Linked DNA regions of Sus scrofa: all the other regions are linked to region 2. Evidence: chromatin contacts called from public HiChIP or PLAC-seq and promoter capture Hi-C data. All regions are on one chromosome and are shown on one strand. The core of a region is the stretch at or near the end of the contact, and the rest is flanking DNA. Distances in the headings are between cores, read along the strand shown.

Region 1 (4,386 bases), core at 254-2,753, 1.1 Mb before region 2:
AAGGTTCTTAGTATAGTGTGGAACAGTCAGTAGCAATCCAATCCAGAGTACCTGGTCAGTTTTTGCATCCCTGAGTTCACCTAAATAGCTAAAACAATCATGGCAAAGAAGAAAGCTTGGAGGACTGAAATTCCTGATTTCATACTTACTACACCGCATGGTAAACAGTTGGCACTGGAATAAAGACAGACTAGAGAGCAATGGGGTAGAATAGACAGCCCAGGAATAAACCCTTGCATGTATGGTCAGATGATTTTTCACAAGAGTTTCAAGACCATTCAGAAGGGAAAGGACAGTCTTCCTCAACAAATGGTGCTAGGAAAACTGGATATCCATATGCAAAGGATGAAGTTGGATCATTATCTAACACTTCATGTAAAAACCAGCTCAAAATGGATCAGAGGCCTGAATGTAAATGTAAGTTATCAAACTCTTAAAACCTAGGACAGAAGCTTCGCAATGTTGGATCTAGTAATTTCTTGGATATGACACCAAAAGCACAAATGATAAATGAAAAAGTAGGAGTTCCTGTCATGGCGCAGTGGTTAACGAATCCGACTAGGAACCATGAGGTTGCGGGCTCGATCCCTGGCCTTGCTCAGTGGGTTAAGGATTCGGTGTTGCCGTGAGCTGTGGTGTGGGTTGCAGACGCGGCTCAGATCCCGCATGGCTGTGGCTCTGGTGTAGGCTGGTAGCTCCAGCTCTGATTAGACCCCTAGCCTGGGAACCTCCATATGCCGCAGGAGCGGCCCAAGAAATGGCAAAAAGACAAAAAAAAAAAAAAAAAAAAAAAAGGAAAGAAAAAGTAGACAAATTGGATTTGATCAAAATTAAAAGATTTTGTGATTAAAAGATGCCATCAGTGGAGTAAAAAGGCAACATGCAGAATGGGAGAAAATATTTGCAAGTCACATATCTAATAAGAGATTAATGTCAAGAATACATAGAGAACTTTTAAACTTAACAAAAACTTCTGGCTTGATTAAAAAAATGGACAAAGCTCGAATAGGTTATTTCTTCAAAGAAGATGCAGAAACGGCGGATAAGCACGTGAAAAGATGATCAACATCACTTCTCATTAGGAAGGTGCAAATCACAATTGTAATAAGACGCCCATTAGGTTGGCTAGTATGAAAACAGCAGAAAATGGCAAATGTTGGGAAGAACGTGGAGAAATTGGAACCCTTGTGCACTGTTGCTGGGATTGTACAATATTACAGTTGCTGTGGAGAAGTATGATGATTCCTCAAAATTTTAAGGGTAAAATTATGACCGAGCTATTCTCCTTCTGGGTGTATATCTGAAAGAACTGAAAGCAGGACCTCAAGGACATATTTGTACAGCTTTGTTTGAAGCAGCGTTATTCACAATGGCTGAAATGTGGAAGCAGCCCATTGTCCCTCGAAGGATTAATGGATAAACAAAATGTGGTATATATGTAAGGTGGAAAGTTACTCAGCCTTAAAGAGGAAGGAAATTCTGACATACGCTACAGTATGAATGAACCTTGAGGCTATTACAAAATAAGCCAATCGCAAAATGACGAATACTGTATGACTCCACCTCACAAGGTACTTAGAAGAGTCCAAATGGCAGAGGAAGACAGGAAAAAGGGTGGTCGTCAGGACTGGGAAGTGGAGGGATGGGGCGTTTCTATTGTGTGGCTGCAGAGCTGCGGTGTTCAAGATGAAAAGAATTGTGGTGGATCCTGCTTGCACAGCATTGTGACGGTATTTAGTACCCCCACCCTGTGCACTTCAAAATGCTTTCATTTCCTGAATGCCAGCTCACAGGGGACTCAGTAAATACCAGTTACATGAATGACTGGTTCACTTCATTTGCTTCTCACCCGTGGTCTGTCATCATCTTGCTATTACACTCACTATGCAAAACCACCCCGGATTAATTTGAGTTTTTAATTTCTCTTTTATGCTGTGATTGTTGTTCACTGCTAAGGGAAATGAGGTCTAGAGCCACTAAGGCGCGGTCTCCAACATCTACGACGCCTCTGTGGTGTCTGGGAGTCCTGCACGTCCACGCACAGCCCCTCATGGTTAGTTTCCTTTCACCTCTGTTCTCAGATCTACCATACTAGCTCCTATTAGAATGGCCAAATTTCTCCGAGTTGAATAATAAGCATTTTAAAATGTCTTTGCCAATATGATTAGCACAAAGCACCATGATTGGTTTTTTTCCAATATAGATTGTGGTGCTTCTAGCAAAAATGAGCCTTTAAAAATATGTTTATTGGCTGTTTGAGAATTATTTTTTCATGTCCTTTGCCATTTTCCTACTAGGTTATATCTTATTTTCTGACTTTTTTTTTTTAATGCATTATGAGTGTATTACAAATCCCTTCTCCGCGTCATCTTTTACCTTTTAATTTTGCCTGTAGTATTTTCTTACGTACCGCCTTTCATGTTTATGTAGTAATATCTAACTTTTTTTCTTTATTATTTCTCCTTTGAGAGCATGCCATACTTCAAAAACTTTTCAACAATAAGAAAATATGTTCAGAATTTAAGATATGCTAAAGTTAGCATCTGTCAGTGGGAAAATGTTAGATTATTTAATAAATTCATTTAAATATGCGTTCTGAGGTCTTTGTGTAGATTCACTTTTTTTTTTAGTGGAGGCTAGTGGCATGTGGAGGTTCCCATGGCCAAGGATCAAATCTGCACCACCGTAGCAACCCAAGCTACTGCAGTGACAATGCCAGATCTTTAAGCTGTTGTACCACAGGAGAACTCCTGTCATTTCACTTTGATATCAAATATTTAATGTACTTAAAGTTTATTTTTGTTCATGCTGGGAAGGAAAAATCTTAATTTATTTATCCGAAATAGCTATCCATTTATTTTATTTTATTTTCACTCAGAAAAACCTAGTAGGTTCTTATACAGTTTTTTCCCTATAAAGTTAAAATGAAAGTTGTAAGAAAATAAGAAAATATAATGGCTTACAAAAGATAAGTTTTAAGCATGGCATTTTCTAGTTGAACCTAGAACGGAATAAGAGGGGAAGAAAGAACTGTAATTTGAATGTATTAAATACTAATTAATACTACAGCCTATGTGAGTTTATAGCAATGAATAGGTTTTGGCTATTATTATTGTTGTCCTTGCTATCAATAATTATGCCCTAAAATGTTTTTCTTAGATATGAATTGGGTGATATTTAGGGATATTTTAACATTAGGGATTGCAATATCATAACATTTACAGCATATGTGTTGCTTATATATACAACTGTTCAGTTTTCTTTCAAGAATTATCTTCCCAGGGTTCCTGCTGTGGCACATTGGGTTAATAATCTGGCTTGTTTCTGTGGCGGGTTCGATCCCTGGCCCAGTGCAATGGGTTAAGGATCTGGAGTTGCCACAGCTGTGGCGTAGGTTGCAGCTGAGGCTTGGATTCGATCCCTCGCTTGGGAACTCCCATATGCCGTGGGGGCAGTTGACAAAGATAAAAAAAAAATTATCTTCCCTTTGCCAAATTTTAATGTTTTCATATTTTGCATGGTATCTTTTTCTTATTCTGCCTCTTGTAAATCATTCATCTCTTCTAAGAAGATTCTAGCCTTATGAGGAAAACAACACTTACTGCAGAATGTTCTTCATTATCAAAGCACCCAAGTAGAAATTTTTGATAATAGAATTTTAATGTTCTGAGGTCTTTGTGTAGATTTGTTAGGAAGAATAGATTTTAAAATACAGGTATAGCCAGAGATGAACTCTTTCCGTGATTCCTTCTGTGCTTTTAAAAAGACATATTTGGGAACTAATTCTTTTATCTATTATGAAAAAAAGAAACTTCAAGGACATCATTTTATTGAATGATGTACCTTTTTCATAACAAAGCAATTGGAAGCACTTGAGTGCTCAAGTGCGTGTACTCCCTTCCTTATCAGGCTCTCTTGAAACATTCATAACCGAGAATCCAGCAGAGTCTAAAGGGACTCTGTATCTATAATACAAAAGATACAATGTCATATCAATTTTAGCTAGAAAGACATTGTCTAAAATTCTTTTTCTCTGTAGTGATACTACAGTTCTAATTTGAAAGGAATGGTATGCCATAAATGAAACCTTTATCAAATTAGTAGGTGAGATGGATTTGTCCAGCTCTCTGAAAAAACAAACCTAAATATTCATTTAAATTTTGACTTAAATTCTAGGATAAGGTTACTGTTTAAAATGTCTTTCTACTGTTCAGATTGTAGTACCTGGACCAGCAGCTTGGGCATCACCTAGGAGTTTATTAGTTTAGCTAAAATTAAGAGTCTGAGGCCCTACCCCAGACCTACTATATCAGAATATGCATTTTAACCAGATTCTCAAGTCATTCAAATGCATGTTAAAGTTTGATAAGTGCTTTTTTTAGGTGA
Region 2 (4,721 bases), core at 1,994-4,493:
ATCATTCCTCATCAGACCAGTCAGGGTGTGAGTCTATATTCTTTCAAATGAGGCCACGATATTTACAGTTTTATAACTTGCTCTTTTCATTTCGCAGCCTGTTCCTCACGCGGATCAGGGCATGGCAGATTTAGTCAAGCAATCCCGACGGTGGACACTCGGACAGCTCCCGGTTTTTCCCTATAGGACATAATAACCAGTCATCTGTATAAACCTGCTGTGATGCACCGCCGCATTCATGATATTTTTATGTATCTCTGAATGCTTCCCAAGGGCAAATTCCTAAAAGTAAAATAAATAGCCAGCTGAAAGAAAAATACATGTTTTCTAAATCTTCTAGTGTAAGCTACCAACCTGCCACATTACACACTACTAACCTTCTCAAATTAGCTTTTAAATTAACCGAGGCTACAAAAGCTTCTGGGAATTGAAACAAATGACCTGTCTACACCGCTTAGGAAAACAACACATTATCTGGTTATAAGAGGGGCCCGTGAAAACCGTGCCTGTATAAACAAGCAAGAGGCACTCGGGTGGTGGGAAAAGCCGGGTCCAGTCTTGCTCCACCCATTACTAATCGTGTGACCTTGGACAGGTCGCAGTGTTCTCAACCCCCTACTGGGCGTTTCAGTGTTCTCATCCTTGGCGGCTACACTATTACATAAGCGTATGTAGAACACACATAAAGGACCTGGCACTGGTGACTGCTGTATTTTTGAAGCGCTGCAGCATGGGAATAAAGCACAGGCTTTGGGAGTCTGATGAGTAGTTAACTCCAGGCTCTCCTGATAACTAACTCAGTGGCTTTTAGCCAAGTCATGTCTTCTCAGAGAATTCTTTTCTCATTCAGGAAAATACTCACCTCAAATGCCATGGAGGGGATTAAATTACATAAAGCTCCTGGCACATAGTACATACTCTGGTTTTGTTCTCTTTTAATGTATTTCACACCCAGGATGAGCCAGAAAGATACAAGGGTGAGTAGGCAGCATCCAATGGCCTCTTAGACAGCCCTGTGCACACGGGCCTGGGGAACGTACTGGGTGCAAAGCTGAGAAGTTAGAGAAGGGAGCCAATGAAAGATGCTGAAAGGGAACCAGCTCAGCTTCCGAGAGAGAGTCCTCAGACCACGTGAGGTCTGGCTGCCCTCCAGCAGAGAGAGGAAGCCAGGACACAAGACTTTCCACGGGAATCAGTCTGGCCCTCAGTCCCACTGGGAGCAGCTCTGCAGATGACTGAGCAGATCCAGCCCGGGGACCACAGTGCTGGGCAGCCTGCCTGATTTCAAGACACCTAGGCCCTCCCTCACCAGCCCCAGCTTCCGGAACAGTTAGGAATTTCTGACTGACAACCAGGTCCTACAGTATAGCACAGGGAACTATATTCGATATCTTATAACAACCTATAATAGAAAAAAATCTGAAAAAGAATACACATCTATCTTTACACATGTGTATGTACAACTGAATCACTTTGCTGTAGACCTGAAACTAACACAACGTTGTAAACTACCTATACTTCAAGTTTAAAAAATGGTTATAAAAAAAATTCTTAACTAGATCAACTAAGTTTTCCCCATGACATTTTCTTAATCCTCTGATACATATATCTACTTGTCTGCTAAAACAAGAAGCAAAAAAAAGTAAAAGAAAAAATAGAATGTGCTGGTTCAACAATGGTTTTTCATACAAAGGTACAAACGATTTTGTTTTTTTTATTGGTTTTGAAGATACCACAGTTAAATTCTGTGCCAGCCAAGGTATTCTAATTTGCATACTGGAATTCCAGAAAAGGGCAGAGCCTGTGGCTCTGCAAAAGCCTGACTTGCCAGCAGGGAGAGGCTTGGGGAGTCTCTGAAGACCAACCTGCCAATGTCCAGAATTACAGTTGGGCGGGTGGGGAAAACCTCCAGCTCCCCGAGGGCCAGGGCTGGGGAGGGGGGTTGATTTGTTTCCCATTTACGACAAGAGTTCCAAAGGTGTAACCTCGGTTTGAAAACCCAAAAACCTTTAGCTTGTTGCTCCAACCAAAAGATGCCAGCCCAATACAAGATCAAATTAATGAAAGGACTGAAGCAGTAAACAGAGTTGAGGCCAACGAAATGATTTAAGGAAAAGACTTTGACTCCAAAATGGAAATATGAAACAATGCCCTCCAAGAGGCAGAGAACCTTGGGCCCTCGGTCCCGTCAGCCTTGCCTCCGAAGGAAGGTTGTGACCCAGGCCCTCTGCTACCTTCAAGGCAGGAGGCCTCCAGCTTCTGCAAAGCATGATCAGGAAAAGCTGAGTCCAGGAACCCATGCAAAAGTACAACAGGAAGTTCCTCTAACGAAACTGCAAGGAAGTAGAGGGTGCAGGGAAAACTTGTGCAAACGAAAAACGCTGGGGAGGAAACGGGTTTTTAAATTTTTTTTTCCTAATTCCAGCTTATACATTTCCCCAGAACAGGATGACAGTTTGCAGTTTGAGAGAAGTCTCCAGGGAATGTCTTACACAGTATTTTTCCCTCTCAGTTTGCAAACAGATCTCCTAAGGTTTAAGCTCGGGTGACCAGGCATGGCCTACTACATCGCTGTACAAAGCAAATCATCAAAACCCTTTTCTTAGGTCACCCCCTCCCCCCAAAAAAACCCGCAGAGCCTTTGGCCAAGGCGTCCCAAGGAGAGGCTGACACCTCCTTTCGAGGTCCTTCCAAAGCCGTCCCCCAGACGCTCCGGCCGCGACAGCCGGGAGTCCCCCGGGCGCCCCCAGGTCCCAGCGCCGAAGCCACGCCCGGTTCGCGAGCGCAGGACCCGGGGCCTCCCGACGAGGGCGGAACCGGCCTGCCCGCCGCCCGTCCGCCGCGATCGGGGCGCTGAATCCGGGTTCCCAGACCGCGCCGCGCTCGGCCCGCGCCCTCCGAGCGGCCCGAAGGAGTCTCTCCCGGGCCGGAGGGGCCGCCACCCACCGCGTCCCCGGGAGCCGTTCCAAAGTCGGGCCGAGCCGAGCGCCGGACGGGCTCCGGCGGGCGGGGGCGGCGCCGAGAGTCGAGCCGGGGGCCGGGGAGCGACCCGGGCCGCCTCCCTACCTTCTCCTCGCCGTCGTAGATGCGCACCCCGCGCTGCTGGATCACCAGGGTCTCGTTGATCTCCAGGAGGCCGCTGGTCCACACGAAGCGGTCCATGGCCGCCGCCTGGCCGGCCCCCGCCTCACTCCCGCGCTGGCGCTCCGGGGCGGCCAGCCGAGCGCCGGGCAGCCTGCGGCGCCCTCTGGCGGCAGGCGGAGAGGAGGCCGGCAGGGAGGGAGAGGTCCAGCCCGGCCGCCCTGGGGAGCGCGCGCCGCCGGGGGGCGGGAGGGCGCCCGGAGACCTGGAGACAAGCTTGGCGCGCCCTCTGGTGGTACATCCGCCAATGGCCCGGGGGGAACTTCCACCCCATCCTTTGTCCAGATGGGGCACAAACCCAGATCTTACAAAGGACTTCGAGGGAGCCCAGATTGCAGCCTGGACCTCCTTATTGTGCATTATTCCTGCATATTTGTGCCATTTCCTTCTCAGTGCCCAGCATGCTGTCATATTCATTCAAAGCTGTAAATGATGACTTTTTTCCCTAATGAATATTTATGACCTGAATTCTTTTCACATAGCTTCAGTCAGTGTATAAGTACTTATTTTGTGCTCTCCTCTTTTTTCCCATTAAAATCATCTTTATTTAAACACTTGCATTAACATAGACCTCATGAATTTACTCCAGATAATATTCAGTGTGTAGATGTCTTAAAATTTACCTGTGGGTTGGTCCCCACAAACTGGTCCCTGAGTGCTACTCCCATCTGCTGGGCCTCTTGCTGCTGTCCCTTTCATTTCTTTAGATATTTTACATTATAAATGAAGCACCTATATTTGTACTTCTGCAACTGAAATGCATTTTCCCCTTTAGGATTATTTTCTTAAAGTGTCTTCCCAAAGTAGAATTACAGCTTTAAAGAGACCCTGCTACATACTGGGGACTTATTTAGCTAGGATGTGCTGCCACCAGCAAGTCAGTCTTTACCCAGGCCAAGTCGCTTTGACTACATTGAGTGTTATCCCTTCTGTAAATTTTTTTACCACTCAACTGTTTATTCTTGTTTCCTTTGTGTGTGTGTGTGGATGAGGCTATTTCTGAATATCTGTTATTCTTTGATTATCTTTTAATCCAAAGGAAATCATCTCCCTGAAGCTAACAGCTCACACTGTACAAAATTGCTCAGGAACATGGGACAATTCATTGAGACCAAAGTAACACAGGTCAGGGGAGGAAAGGGTGCAGAAAAGGAGGTGGAGCTGCTGGGGAGGTTGGGCGACAGCAGGAGGGTGTGGAATCCTGGAAACCAAGTGGAAAGAGGGTACAGGCGGAAGGACGGGTGGGTCAGGGGACTGATCACTGCTTTTACCCTGTGGATGTTTGGTGGCCTTGGCAGGAGTGGGTCCAGTGGGGTGGTGGAAGACCATCTTCGTGGAGTGATTTTTTTAAAAGAGAAAAAGAGGAGAGGACTTACAGGCAGGGAACTAGACGAGCCTTTGGAAGAATTTGGTTGGTTTGGTTTTTATGTGTTGGTTTCTTTGCCCAGAAGCAGAAGGGGAAGTGAGATTGCCAGAGAGTTTGGTTGGTTGGTTGGTTGGTTGGTTGGTTTTTAAGGCGGAACAAATAATATGTGTGACTGCTGAGAGCAGTGATCGAAGTCAAAAACCTGATAAGTGAT
Region 3 (4,340 bases), core at 1,616-4,115, 1.2 Mb before region 2:
TGCAGAATGTGGGCTGGATGATATCACACTGAATTAATAGATATAATATTTCTTGTTAGCAGCAGGACAGCCAGTCCTCCAGGGTAAGGTTGGATATAATCACCTACTGAACTAGTTAATTTGTAAAAGGATAAGCAAGCCTGAAATCAAAACGTAAATCACTTTTTTGCTCTTAAAACTGTATCTTATACATATGTCAATACATAAGACTAGAGATGGTCCATAAAATTGAGATATGGCAGATAACTTTAAAACATAACAGCATTCTCCTTGGAAGTAGCCTTTAGAGATCTGGTGTTTCTTTCTGTTCCAAATCATAGATGTATGCCATTGAAAAGAACTTCAATTTGATGACCCACCTCATGGGAAGTTTCTTTCTCCTGAGGGCTTGTAAACTGGTTACTGCTTCACCCCTGAGAATAAATGTATGACCATTTCCTTGTTGGACAATTCTGACCAATAGAAGGTTCTTCCTTTCCAAAATTTTCACAAAAATGAGAATCCTTAGTCCATGCCTTAGGTCTCTCTGATTCCCAGCCCATATTGCTTTACAGTATCGCTTTGCTTCTGAATGAAGGGCCTACTATGTGCCAAAATTTTGCAAAATAATTGTCAGGAATAGAAAAATTAATGCAACCCAGAACCTCTCCTTAAGGCGTTTACAGCCTGCACATAAAAAAGATAATATACGCATATAATTATTTCTAATTCAAGCGCCAAAGAGAACCTTTAAGTTCTACGAACCTTTGTCCAGAGGAGGTGAAAAGAATGATACCCAAATGGAAGCAGGTTTCATGAAGCAGACAGCTGGTAGGTGGGGATACAGACATAAAATGCAGAGACTTTTTGGGGCAGAAGGGAGGCCATGTGCATGATGGTGATGAAAACACTGGGCATGTTTAGAAACAGGGAATTAAAATTCTTGCAGTGCAGCATAAGCTAAGTACAGGGAGACACTGAGAATAAAATATAAGGATGCATTTCTTTTTTTTTTTTTTTTTTGTCTTTTTGCTATTTCTTGGGCTGCTCCCGCGGCATGTGGAGGTTCCCAGGCTAGGGGTTGAATCGGAGCTGTAGCCACCGGCCTACGCCAGAGCCACTGCAACGCGGGATCCGAGCCGCGTCTCCAACCTACACCACAGCTCACAGCAAGGCCAGATCGTCAACCCACTGAGCAAGGCCAGGGACCGAACCCGAAACCTCATGGTTCCTGGTCGGATTCGTTAACCACTGCGCCACGACGGGAACTCCAAGGATGCATTTATCAGGCTGGGATGAAAATAAAGAGCACCTGAAAGCCAGAGACAGACCTGTGGATCTGATGCTCTATACTAGTTTGCTCCAAAGTGGGCCATAAATCTCAGGATGGATGTCAGAGAACGCAACCGGGTGGCACTTTCATTTGTAATGTGATGCATTATGGAAATGCACTCTACTGGTTGACTCTGGTTCTCTCACTATTCATATTTCTAGGTCACAGATCACACATACAGTATGGGTGGCATCCTGAGGGGGAGATTGGGTGTACCATGACGCTGGGATTGGGAGGGAGTCATCTTTTTTTGCTTGTTTTCAATGCTTGAGTTTGTACACCGGGGGGGGGGGGGGGGGGGGGGGGGGGAGGTAGGGAGGATTTATAGATTATGTCATCTAACTTTAAATAAACAGCCTCACAAAATGGCAAATGGCCTAAAAAGATTCCTTCAGAGAACCCACAAATTGAAGATAATACTAACAATATAGTCACAAATAAAGTAAAAGGGGCAGAGCTGACACTCCCCATCCTCTAAGGACAAGGTGTTCATAGCCTAAGTGTTTTAGTATATTAAGGAGCTCAACACACATAACTAGCATTCACATTTTCACTAAAAGAAAACCTTTATCTTCAATACGAATTGTTATATATAAATATTATATATATACACACCCATATAAAAATATACACATATTTAAAACTTAGGTCTCTGATGAGGCTTACCTGAATAATTATTTTTAACTGTTGGAAAATATTGATTTGAACTGTTGAAAATCCTGATTTTTACGGCTTTAACTTATAATTTATAGTTAGCATTATAAAATAAATTAACATTAAAAAACATAAAAATTGCTTTAAATATATTTAAATTTTACCATAATGTCCCTGTCTTCGCACTCCTACATATCATTCCAAGTTTCAGATTATTTTGTTTACAAATGCAAATTCAGAGAAGTGCAAATAAACACGGAAAGGTGGGGAATAATTTAAGGTTGCGGGCCTACCTTATTAACCTGTTCACATATTCAGCAACACACGAAGATTAGAAAATTTCAGGCCGCTTGGAAAGGTACCAAATGAAAAATGGAAACCTCCTTTCCACAGGAATGCCATCCTGGAAAAAAAAAAAAAAAAGCCTAAATTTACACATTTCTCTTTTTCACACAATCACACAAGTGTTTCACATTATATACACTATAACGCACCTTGCTTTTTTCACATACTAGATTTTGGAATTCTTTCCACAGCCTCATTTAAATCTCCTTCACAGCAGATAACAGTTGCATAGTATTCTAAAGTGATCTTAACTGGAAATAACTTTTACCGAACGTATTTGTGAGACACAGGGCTCCGTGTGTTTCACTTCTGCCTAGCACGAACTTTCAAAGATTCAGGATTCCACATGCCCTTTTAATCCCGTAAACTGGAATCTCCAAACTCTATAAATTTGCCCTGAAGTTTAATCTATTTTGCAAAGTCGCGCGTTAGTCTCGTCCCCTCTTGCTCCGAGAGTCCTGCCCCGCCCCTTCTCTTCCTTCCACCAATTTCTACCGCCCCCAGCAGCTCCGCTCAACAGGAGTGGTCAGGGCAGAACCTTCCCAGGGCGCATGCGCGGTAGGTAGGCGCATGCGCGATGCGCGGCTGCTGGCGCGTCGCGCACCGGGGCTGAGGTGGCCGGCGCCGAGGAGGGGGCGGGACGCGCGGCGCTATGGCTGAGGGTAGCGGGGAAGTAGTCGCAGTGCCCGTGACCGGGGCTGCCAACGGCTTCAGTAATGGGGCCAGTGGGACCTCGGCGCAGACCAACAACCCGCTGTCGCGGAAGCTGCGTAAGATCCTGGACACGCGGCTGGACAACGACAAGGTAACCGCAGCCGGCAGGGCCGAAGGTCCCGCGTCGTTCGCGGGTCGGAGGGACTGGGGGCGGCGTCTGTCCGACACCCTCTAGCTTGTCCCTTGTCCCCACCGCCGAGGGGACCCCAGGCCCTCGGGACCCGCTGTCGTGCCGGCATGGGGCGGGTAAGAAAGGGTAGGCCGAGGAGCCCCTGGAAAAGCGAAGAGGTTTTCTGGGTATTGCTCCCTATTTATTTAAAACGGTTCTTTCCTCGATGACTCTGGATCCGGAAGGTAAACGGTGGAGGCGCCCTGCTTCCGCAGGTGTTCGGGGGTTCTGAGCAGGGAGGGAGAGAGGAGACACCCCCCTGGGGGCGCAGAAGAAGAAACGGGCAAAAGAGGAAAATGCAAGATAAGGCAGGACGAAGGGGGGCCTTCGGAGGAACGAAGGCCAAGGCTAAGCATCACTGAGCTTTTCCATTGACAGGTGAAAACATCTAACAATTTACAGAGCGACAGGGCTACCACCTGCTTATGGTTCAAAGGAAACAATACTAGTTTTTGTTGTTGGCCAAGCACTAACAATTTACAGCGCGAAAGGGCTACCACCTGTTGATGGTTCAAAGGAAACAATACTAATTTTGTTGTTAGCCAAGCACTAACTGACGTGTGGGCTTGTGCTGTATTTCTTTACAAGATAAACCTCCCGCATCCTCTTCCAAGTACCTTCTGAAACTTAGAGCGGACTTCCCATCTCCACTAGTAGCTGCTTATCTCTTCTGTATCACTGAGTCCCTAGGTATATTGTCATGCCGTTGTGGTTAAAATAAAAATATATATGTAGAAGTGAGAGTTCTAAAGATGAATTTGTAGGTAACTGACAGTAACCTGTCAATAAGAATTTTTGTGTTAAAAAAATAACAATATAATGAGCTAAGAAAGGTAGGCTCTGGGGCCACGGATTATTGGCTCTAAACCACCAAATTGGTGCATTATGGTTTAAGCCCCTTCTCTAAGCTGATGTTAAAATTCTAAATTGGGAATACTGCTAATAACTTTCTCAGGGTTGTTGTGAGGGTTCAGGGAGAGACTGCTTAGCACAGGGCCCCAGCAGTTTTTCCTTATGAAATGTTAATTCTTATTAAATGCTAATATTATACAATTTCTTAAGGGTTTAAAGTATCTAATATTGACATGGACTATTTCATTTACTACATCTACTCTGATAAATTAATATTATCGCCTTTTTACCCAA

Evidence for each region. Promoter capture Hi-C pulls out the DNA fragments that hold promoters and counts their contacts. HiChIP or PLAC-seq counts read pairs in DNA pulled down with a chosen protein or histone mark.
Region 1: a contact with region 2 is called in an H3K27ac HiChIP or PLAC-seq map of alveolar macrophages. The contact joins the enhancer-like site here to the promoter of VPS36 in region 2. A contact is called at or near these places in 7 of 47 Hi-C or Micro-C datasets (epiblast stem cells, fetal skeletal muscle, mesenteric adipose tissue and 2 more) and 1 of 2 datasets of contacts at active chromatin or transcription factors (alveolar macrophages).
Region 3: a promoter capture Hi-C map of liver shows a contact between it and region 2, with 7 times the contacts expected there. The contact joins the promoter of COG6 here to the promoter of VPS36 in region 2. A contact is called at or near these places in 1 of 5 promoter capture datasets (liver) and 2 of 2 datasets of contacts at active chromatin or transcription factors (alveolar macrophages and skeletal muscle).

Annotation. Positions count from the first base shown.
Region 1 is chr11:14,612,703-14,617,088 of Sscrofa11.1, forward strand. The region is part of intron 12 of COG6 (conserved oligomeric Golgi complex subunit 6); the gene reads left to right. Among named protein-coding and RNA genes, the nearest start is that of COG6, 39 kb to the left of the region's middle. Within about 2 kb of position 1,504, at least 4 of the 83 cell types and tissues checked have an H3K27ac peak or open chromatin away from gene starts, as enhancers often do. A contact at or near this core is called in alveolar macrophages, where this site is marked.
Region 2 is chr11:15,732,226-15,736,946 of Sscrofa11.1, forward strand. It overlaps VPS36 (vacuolar protein-sorting-associated protein 36), which reads right to left and starts at 3,244. Exons shown (of 13, transcript XM_005668376.3): 1 at 3,067-3,244. The coding sequence starts at 3,162.
Region 3 is chr11:14,573,339-14,577,678 of Sscrofa11.1, forward strand. It overlaps COG6 (conserved oligomeric Golgi complex subunit 6), which reads left to right and starts at 2,866. Exons shown (of 22, transcript XR_002336515.1): 1 at 2,866-3,116. LHFP (lipoma HMGIC fusion partner) reads right to left here and starts at 2,792. Exons shown (of 6, transcript XM_005668367.3): 1 at 2,461-2,792; 2 at 2,260-2,369.